Linked DNA regions of Sus scrofa: region 1 is linked to region 2. The links are chromatin contacts, called in public Hi-C maps. All regions are on one chromosome and are shown on one strand. The core of a region is the stretch at or near the end of the contact, and the rest is flanking DNA. Distances in the headings are between cores, read along the strand shown. Region 1 holds the start of ZNF470 (zinc finger protein 470). Region 2 holds the start of SMIM17 (small integral membrane protein 17).

Region 1 (5,058 bases), core at 1,221-3,720, 37 kb after region 2:
CCAATGTTCACTGCAGCACTACTTACAACAGCCAAGACATCAAAGCAATCTAAATGTCCATCGAAAGAGGAATGGATACAGATGTGGTATGTATTCAAAATGAAATACTACTCAATCATAAAAAAGAACAAAACAATGTCATTTCCAGCAACATGGATAGACCTAGAGATTATCATACTACGTGAAGTAAGCCAGATAAAGATAAATATCATGATATCACTTACATGTGGAATCTAAAAAAATGATACAAATGAACTTGTTTACAAAACAGAAGCAAACTCAGAAAACAAACTTAAGATTACCAAAGGGGAGAGGTGGAGGGAGGGATGGACTGGAAATTTGGGACTGGCATATGCACACTACTGTATATGGAATGGATGGTCAACAGGAACCTGCTGTATAGCACAGGGAACTGTACTCAATATTCTGTAATAACCTATATAGAAAAGAATCTGAAAAAGAATGTATATCTGAGTTACTTTACTGTACAGCAGAAATTAACACAACATTATAAATCTATACTTCACTTAAACAAACAAACAAACAAAATGTATTCTTTCTGGACTGGCGATCTCCATCTGACTCCCATCCCTGCACTGTGAAGTCAATACTGGATCTGGCTGGATAGGGATGTGACCAGAGCCAACTTACCTAGGAAGTAACTTATCTGTAGAGGCTCAAAAGAATGTCTTAATTTCTTTAAAATCATTTTTTTTTTAAAGAGGTGGATCCAATCCAGCCTGGATTATACTTGTTTTTATATCAATCATAAACTATACATTTTTTAATTAAAAAAAAAGAGGGGAGCCCACAAAGGCAACAAAGGCACAGAGAAATGTCTGAGAAGTGACTTGCAGGGGGTTGATGACTGTTGAACACATGTGGCCTGAGATCTGTGTGGCTGCAAAGCCAGTGGCTCCCTCCTTCCTCTCCTTCCTCGAGTTTTCTGGCATTTCCTTCCTTCCATTGTTTCTAAGGGTAAGGTTCCCATGAGGGGAAGAAAAAAAAAAAAAAAAAAATCCTTCAACTCTGTGTCGGATGAGCTGAAAGGAAAAAAGGATTTCCCATTTGTCTGGTGGCTAAGCGTGGGAGCTCTGGAACCCAGACGCCTGGGTGGCGAGTTTGGTCACTCACTTAAATCACTGAGCCTTGGTTTCCCCATGTGTGAAATGCGGATGATGAGGTCCTTACCCTGGAGTTACTGGGAGTCTTATAAATGAGGTAGTCCCCACAAAATGCCCAAAATAGCACAATACACAATACACATTCCATAAACAAATCAACCCTGGTCAGGAGGTTGTAGGGGTCTCTGATCCTCATTTAAGAAGACTTTTGAGAGGCAATAGAAGAAACAGCCTCCCCATCCCCTATCTTGTCACCCACACACTTCCTGCCCCCTCAACCTTCCAGATTCTCCCATGAGCCAGAGAAGGCTCTGAGGGGCAGGAAGAGGCTGGGGAATCTGAGGACCCCAGGCCAGGAGACCTGCTGGGCAGATGAGACAGGGGGACACCTGGATGACATCCTCACTCAGAGACACTGAGGACAGAAATACAGGCAGACACACGCACACAACCAATGAAGGATGTGGACATAGGCAGTCACCCAGAGACAACCCCTCACAGGGACAGGCAAGACTAGACACAGAGTACACCCACGGAGACCAAGGCTGGTAGGCTCGCTCACACACACACACACACACACACGGGATATTCCTCGGCCTTCACAAAGAAGGAGATCCACACAAACAGATGTCAAAGGTTCAGTCTCGGGCCAACACACGTGCACACAGGTTCACCCCCTTCTGCATCCCATGAGACTGTCGGGGTAAACTTCCTGCACGCCTCTTCACAGCCCTCTCTCTGAGCCGGCACGTCTCCCCTCAGGCCGAACATCCTCTCCTCAACCCTCAATTCCCTCCCCCAGAGCCTTCACATCCCTCCCCACGCCCCCTCCCCTCGGTCTGCAAGCACCTGCCTCTCTCCTCTCCTCAGTCCATAATCCCCTTTCCTGAGCCTGACCGCCCCTCCCCTCAGTCAGCACGTCCCCCGCTGGCCCTCACGCCCACCCCTCAGTCAGCACGTCCCCCGCTGGCCCTCACGCCCTCCCCTCAGTCAGCACGTTCCTCGCTGGCCCTCACGCCCACCCCTCAGTCAGCACGACCCCCGCTGGCCCTCACGCCCACCCCTCAGTCAGCACGACCCCCGCTGGCCCTCACGCCCTCCCCTCAGTCAGCACGACCCCCGCTGGCCCTCACGCCCTCCCCTCAGTCAGCACGACCCCCGCTGGCCCTCACGCCCTCCCCTCAGTCAGCACGACCCCCGCTGGCCCTCACGCCCTCCCCTCAGTCAGCACGCCACCTCTCCGCCCTGCCCGGGGCCGGACTCACCAGCGCTGCTCTGTCCGGACAACGACCGGCGCCCTAGGCCCTCCGGGTCGCACTGCGCCTGCGCGGTCGGGAGGACTACACTTCCCAAAAGCCCGCGCGCCTCCGCCTCCGCTCAGGCCTCAGCACCCACGGAGCCGAGCAGGCCCGAGCCCCGACCGCGCGCCTCCATCTCCCAGAGGCCCCCGCGGCAGCGGAACCACGGCCAAACGGGATGGGGGTGTGGCTGGTGATTGAGGGAAGGAAGGGGAGGAAGAAGGAGAAAAAGCGGAGGTGGGGAGGGATTGCTCTGGGAGGGAGGGGGGACCATACTCCGGACTTCCGGGCTGGACTGAGGGACCATCCTGGGCATCTTTTCCTTTTCTTTTTCTTTCTTTCAGAAAACTCCCCTATTTTTATTATTATTTTTTGGCACATCCACGGCATGCGGGGTAAAGCAGTGACAATACCAGATCCTTCACCCACCGAGCAGCCAGGGAACTCCGCGGGCAACCTTCTTGAGTGTGATAATCATGCTGATTTGTAGAAAATTTATAAAGCATACAGGATTTATAAAGCATACAGAGACAAGAAGTAGCAAGTCATCATAAGAAAAAAAAAAATTCCCCTTTTCTGAGTTTCCTATATGCCAGCTCCTGTTTTTGGCTTTTTATGATTTTTGAACCACGTATTTAATCCTTACAATTAAGCAACTTTCCAGACGAGGACAGTGGTGCCTACAAGGGAGGTGGCACCAGAGACCAGTTGGGGAGCTGGGGTAGGGATCTGGCTTCCTGGCTGGGACTCTTACACCATAAACCACAAGGCCAAGTACAAAAACACTTGCTGAATGTTTGAATGGCCACAAAAATGGAAACAGCAGCTAGTCTTAAATGGTGATTATGACTTTAAATATTTTATTTTGAGATAAATATAATCCACATGCAGTTGTAAAAAACACAGGAACTGGAGTTCCTGTTGTGGTGCAGTGGAAACAAATCCGACTAGTATCCATGAGGTTCGATCCCTGCCCTCACTCAGTAGGTTGGGGATACGGTGTTGCCATGAGCTGTGGTGTAGTTTGTAAACCTGGCTTGGATCCAACGTTGCTGTGGCATAGGTGGGCAGCTGTAGCTCTGATTGGACCCCTAGCTTGGGAACTTCCATGTGGTGTGGCTGTGGCCCAAAAAGCAACAAACAAAAACCACTTATAGGAAACATTTATGCATTAATGTGGTACATTTGTTACAATTAATGAATCAATATTGATATATTATTAGTACCTAAACTCCATAGTTTACATTAAGGTTACTCTTTGTGTTGTACACTTATGTGGGTTTTGAGAAATGTATAAGAATATGTATCCATTACAGTAGTACATAGAATAGTTTCACTGCCCTAAAAATGTCCTGTGCTGCACCTGTTCGTCCTTCTTCATCTTTATGAACCCCTGTTATTTCTATCTCCATAGTTTTGTCTGTTCCAGAATGTTCTAGAGTTGGGATCAGGTAATATATAGACTTCCAGAATGGCTTCTTTCACTTAGAATTTAATATGCATTTAAGGTTCTCCATGGTTGTTTTTTTCTTGTTTTTTGTTTTTTGTTCTTTTTGCCATTTCTTGGGCCGCTCCCGCAGCATATGGAGGTTCCCAGGCTAGGGGTCTAATCGGAGCTGTAGCTACCGGCCTACACCAGGGCCACAGCAACAACGGGATCCAAGCCGAGTCTGCAACCTACACCACAGCTCACAGCAACGCCAAATCCTTAACCCACTGAGCACGGCCAGGGCTTGAACCCACAACCTCATGGTTCCTAGTTGGATTCATTAACCACTGAGCCACGATGGGAACTCCAAGGTTCTCCATGTTTTCTTTAAAGCTCATTTCTTTTTATCATTAATGTTATTAAATTAATAATATTTATTAGTATTAGTCAACTAATAAGCTATTGCATGTGCCACAGTGTTTTTCCATTCATCTACTAAAGGACATCTTGACTGCTTTCATAAAACTGCTAAAAACATCCATGTGCAGCTTATTGTGTGGACACGTTTCCAATTCGAGTCAATACCCACGAGTGTGGTTGCTGGATGGTGTGTTAAGCCAATGTTTAGCCTTGTAAGACACTGCCAAATTGTCTCCCAAAGTGCACTCCCACCAGCAATGAATGAGAGCTCTGGCCCCCCCACATCGTCGCCAGCATTTGTATTTTGATTGCTTTTGGATTTTTGCCATTTTAATAGGTGTGAGGTGGCATATTTGTTTTGAGTTGCAGTTACCTAATGACATATGATACTGAGCATCTATGCCTATTTGCTAACTGTATATCTTCTTTGGTGAGGTGTTTGTTCAGATTCTTTGCCCCCCCCTTTTCATAGTCAAGAAATAGATTTATTAAGATAGGAGGCTTGGAGTTCCCATCGTGGCTCAGTGGTTAACGAATCCGACTAGGAGCCATGAGGCTGCGGGTTCGATCCCTGGCCTTGCTCAGTGGGTTAAAGATTTGGCGTTGCCATGAGCTGTGGTGTAGCTTGTAGACGTGGCTTGGATCCCGCATGGCTGGGCCTGTGGCGTAGGCCGGTGGCTACAGCTCCGATTGGACCCCTAGCCTGGGAACCTCCATATGCTGAGGGAGCAGCCGTAGAAAAGGCAAAAAGACAATAAAAACAAACAAACAAAAAAACCAACCAAAC
Region 2 (5,162 bases), core at 1,550-4,049:
GGTGTGGCCCTAAGAAGCAAACAAACAAACAAACAAACAAAAAAACCAAACAAAAAACAAAACCCTGACCAATTTGCTTATGAAATCAATGATGCATGTTCCCCCCACCCCCCAAAAAATGAATGCATTCCCAGATATGCACACACAAATTACGTCTCCTTTTAGGGGCACAGAGACACATGCACATGGAAGGGAAAAGTAGCCTCCCACACACCCACACCCACATCACTCACCTCCTGAGCAGAGGCTGGGCTTGTCCAAGTGGCATCAATGGGAAATCTTGCTTTCTGAATATGTTTTGACTTCTGACCGAGAAAACATGTCTACTTCTTGACTGTTAAGAAATAAAAATAAAATAATACTTTTAAAGAAGGGATTCGGAGAAGGTAAATCCCCCTCCGATGGGTGAATTACAAACGGGCTTGCTCACCCGCTGATTCCAACTGCCCGTAGGCACCCTGCTGAGAGCTATTAAACCAAATTACCTGGCTCACACACAGCCAGTAAATAGCAGAAGTGTGATTCAGACCTGAGACTCCTTGGCTCTAAAGCTGCTCCCCACCGCGCTTTCTTATGCCCTGGACAGCCTACTTTAGAAGGCTTTTCAACACCAAAAGAGAAGACTTTTCCCTTCTCAGCCTCACCCAAAAGTAGGGTTTGCACGTTCTCCAGGGAGGGGCTGTGGGGTGGCTGGCAGTGTCACACTGGGGCCATCTTTGCCCCAAGTCTCCACAGGAGTCCTCTCCTCAGAGAGGATCCCAAGCCCATTCTTGGGCAGCCAGCCTCTTTTCTTTCCATCCTGGAGAGATGGTCAGTTGTCATGGAAACCTACCTGAGCTGCTGCATTGACAGCACGAGGTCCTGAACCTGCTGCTCCACAAGGGAACTCCCTGTATATACTTATTAAAAACACAAATGAGAGCATACAGGATACACTGTTGTCAACTCCTGTTTGTTTGTTTTTTTCATTTAATACAGACTACTCAGAGCTCCTTCCATGTCAGTATACTCAACTCTTCCTCACCGTTTCCTACCCAGATGAATCCTAATCCATTTAACCAACCTCTTGAGGACAGATCCTTGCTGCCAATTCTTCCGGACTTCCAAGCAAGGCTCCAGTGAACTCTGTGGTTGGAGGAGGCTTCCTCCGGATATGCATACAGCCATACTGGGGCTCTGCTCAGACGCCCCCTCCCAGACAGCCAAAGCCGAAGCAGCCTCCCTCTTCACCCTCCACCTCATTACCTTTGGCCGTGCTCGGAAGTCAGTGGTGATGGCTCCACAGGACACAGGGCTTTGACTGGCTCACTGCTGGATTCCCAGCCCCTAGAACAGTGTCTGGAAAGAGGAGGTGCTCAGAGAGTCGCTGAATGAATGAATCTCTGTGCACCCCAAGCCTCTTGTCTGCTGAGATTCTGCTGAGCAGAGGATGCAGGAATCCCACATCCACACCCCTTCAGCACTAACGGCAAAGGAACAAAGGAAAAAAAGAAAAACAACTCAGGCTTCTTCTTGACCTACTTCTCTCCTCCCCCTCTCTGCACACATTTCTGCTGTAACCAACCTCCCTTTGCTGCATTCAGCAGTGAAAAAGCCTGACTTCACACCTGCCTCTCTCTGTAAAGCAGGTGACACCCTACAAATAAACACTCACATGCCCTGTAGGCAGCTCTTGAAAGAAACCTGGGCAAAGGGACAATGCGCCCTATGAATTTGCATGCATTGGGGAATATTTATTGGATAAATGAGTATCTATGATGAAGAAAACGGGAACCCTACAGAGCGTCCTATGGTGGTGGTGCTGGTGGAGGTGAGTGGATGGGAAGATGGATGGATTTAAGTTCCTCCTAATATTTCTCCCTGGTCTTGGGAGACCAGTAAACCCCAGGGTAACTTGTCCTGATGACAGCCACGGTGTATGGTTGCACTTGAACCTCACGACGACCTTAGGAAGTGATAATAAAATTACGATAAGAATAATTATGACACCACATGGAATCCTCTACGTGGCAGGAACTGTTCTGTTTCACTGTATTACTTCATTTGTGTCTTCATTACCACACTATACAGTAGATACTATCTTGATCCCCATTATACAGAGGAGGAAACGGAGGTGCAGAGAAATCAAGTTGCTTTCCAACAAGGTTCCTTAACAGGGAACAAATGACAAAGCCAGAACCTGAATGCAGCAGTCTACCTGGGAAGCTATCACCTGATGCTGCCCTTTGCCCCTCAGAGGTCAGAGCTAGTCACCGAACCACATCCAGCTGCAAGAAAGACTGGGAAATGCAGCGAAAATTTAGGGGTTCTGGCAGTGGGAGAGGTAGACAAGTTTGGGGAACAATGAGCAATCTCTATGCCTCCCAACCTTGGCTTTCTTTCATGAGTTAAGATTCAAAAACTTAGCAGCGCCCAGCTGTTGTTCACCATGGGTGAGGCAGTAATTAAGACAGGTGCTCTTACACATTGGTGATGGTGGCGGGGGGAGGGGGGCAGGTGCCGGCTGGAAAATCATTCTGGGAAGGTGTAGGTAGAATTAGCTATGGCTAACCAATGCCATCTCAGTATAGAGAGTGTCTTCAACTCCCCGCTGGTATTGGCGAGCTGCTTGGTGCTGTGGGGAAAAATACACGTTGGAACTGGTGTTGGAATCTGAGAGTCTAACCTCCAAAGTCCTTCAGCATCGCTTCTGCCGTATTATATCAGTCAAAACAACCCCCAAAGACGACCGCAGGGAACGGGAAAATAGAGGCCAGCTCCTGAGAGAAGAAGCTGAAAAAAATCATGGTCATTTTTAATTTACTATCTTTAAAATTTATTTTATTTTTTGCCTATTTTTAGGGACACATCCCTGGCATATAGAGGTTCCCAGGCTAGTGGCTGAATCGGTGCTGTAGCTGCTGGCCTGCATCACAGCCACAGCAACACCAGATCTGAGCTTCGTCTGTGACCTACACCACAGCTCACCACAACACCCGATCCTTAGCCCACTGAGGGAGGCCAAGGATTGAACCTGACGCCTAGTAGATACTAGTCAGATTCATTTATTCTGAGCCACAACAGGAACTCCAAAGGTCATTTTTAATATCAAAAATGAGAAAATTTTTAAAGGAGAAAGGAAATGAGGGAAAGAGGAGCAAAAAAAAAAAAAACCCTCAAACAAACAAACAAAACAGCTTATGGGTAGAGATAGTGTGAGGGCCCCTGTCCTAAGACCAGAGGTTCCCCGGGATGGTGGCCACCGCTTCAGGGCAGATGGATTCTGCTCTGCCTGCTCCATTTCTTTTTTTCTTTTTTTGCCTTTTTTTATTTTTGCCTTTTCTAGGGCCACTCCCACGGCATATGGAGCTTCCCAGGCTCGGGGTCTAATTGGAGCTGTAGCCACTGGCCCACACCACAGCCACAGCCAAGCCAGATCTGAGTCACGTCTGCAACCTACACCACAGCAACACCGGAACCTTAACCCACTGAGCAAGGGCAGGGATCGAACCCGCAACCTCATGGTTCCTAGTCGGGTCCTTAACCACTGCGCCACGACGGGAACTCCTGCCTACTCCGTTTCTGGGAGCTTCAGGATCTTCTAGCTCAGACCCAAATCAAGACAAAAACACAACCTTACCGACCGTGTCCTATGGCCTTCTGCAAATTCACTCTATCTAAGCCTCTTCTGCAGTTAAATGACAGGATACGTGTACCAAGTTTCTCTGGCGGGGGGGGGGGCTGGTACGTAGTACACTCGGGTGATAGGAGTATTAAGACTTGTTATACCCAGTGAGAGGGTACAACTCAGAGCTACATGGTGAGGATTCAAAGAGTTAATCCACCTCGGATCACACCGTTATAAAATATAAGAGAAACTTAGTATATATAACGAAAACAGTGAAGGCTTTAGAGCTGCACCATCCAACTCGGGGGCCAGCAGCTGTTACTACGAAAATTTTAATTTATCAAATTAAGTACAGCTAAAAAGTCAGTTCCATGGCCACACCAGCCCCATGGCAAGGGCTCGACAGCCCGCGCACACCCAGTGGCCACCTATTGGACCTCGCGGGTCAGAACCGGTTGCACAGCGCTGCTCGGAGGGCCCCAGGTCCTGCTGAAAGGATTCGAGGCCAATTAACTCAGGTGAACCACACAACCACCCTGTACACAGGGGAGCTTTCCTGACTGCAGCCTTTTGGCGGAGGAAACCGAGGCTCCGAACACTGCCTGTCTCCCGAGCAGGTCTACTCCGTTCCTGCTGTTCTTTTACTCTCGTCGAAGCACTTCCCCTGTCCTCCCTTCCACAGCGCCCGCGGTTTCCTCGCACCTCCCTCCTGCCTCCCCCTCCTCTCTCCAGTTTCCCTCGCCTCCGCCACCCGCCGTCTCCCCGACTCCCTCGCTTCCCTCATCCTCCTTTCTCAATCCCCGCCCTCCTGCGCTCCCACCCCCTCGGTCCCCGCCCAACCCACTCAGCGCGCGGAGGCACCTGGGAGCGCGGATGTGGGCGTGGCCTCGCGCGGGGGCGGGGCGGGAGCAGCGGGATCGCGCAGGCGCAGACCTCGCTCTAGCCGGACAGACGCGGGCCGGATCCCAGCCTGCTCCCTGCCGCCGCCTGGCGGCAGCCGGCGAATCCGCACCTCCCGTGGGGTTCCCTGGTGTGGCGTGTTTTTCTCGTGCGGCAGGACCACGCACCCCAGGTCTCGGGAGGGATCCCGAAGGGGACTCTGAATCCCCTGCGGGCCTCAGTTTCCCGGCCTGGACAGTGGGTGTGAGGACCGACCGCACCTGTGGGGGGCTGCGGGGCTGCTGCTCCGTTCTTACTGCTGTTTAGGTAATAGTGACGGTCCCGCCGCCGCCGCCGATGCTGGCAGTCACCGAGCGCTGGTTTCCTCAGTGCCCGGCGTTGAGCTGAGTGCTTAGCTGAGTACTCCATGCCCGACAGAGGAATGCCGCGCTCCAGCAGTGCCAGCGTCGCCCACCTAGAGGTCGTCAGAGATGCAGGTCCTCGGGCCCCGCTCTCCCAGGAAGCCCAACTCCGACCCTCCTGAGCCATCGGTGATGCCGAAGCATACTAAAGTGAGAGACACCCCAATCCAGTGCGCACTGCGTCTTCCTCATTTTGCAGATAAGGAAACCGAGTCACCCAAAAGAAAAGGCCCCCACGGTGGGGCGGGAGCTAG

Evidence for each region. Hi-C and Micro-C count contacts between places; a contact is called where the count stands out from the background.
Region 1: a contact with region 2 is called in a Hi-C map of liver, with 11 times the contacts expected there. The contact joins the promoter of ZNF470 here to the promoter of SMIM17 in region 2. A contact is called at or near these places in 2 of 47 Hi-C or Micro-C datasets (heart right ventricle and liver).

The regions. Positions count from the first base shown.
Region 1 is chr6:60,878,566-60,883,623 of Sscrofa11.1, forward strand. It overlaps ZNF470 (zinc finger protein 470), which reads right to left and starts at 2,471. Exons shown (of 3, transcript XM_013998861.2): 1 at 2,390-2,471.
Region 2 is chr6:60,841,688-60,846,849 of Sscrofa11.1, forward strand. It overlaps SMIM17 (small integral membrane protein 17), which reads right to left and starts at 2,800. Exons shown (of 5, transcript XM_021095126.1): 1 at 1,246-2,800; 2 at 234-334.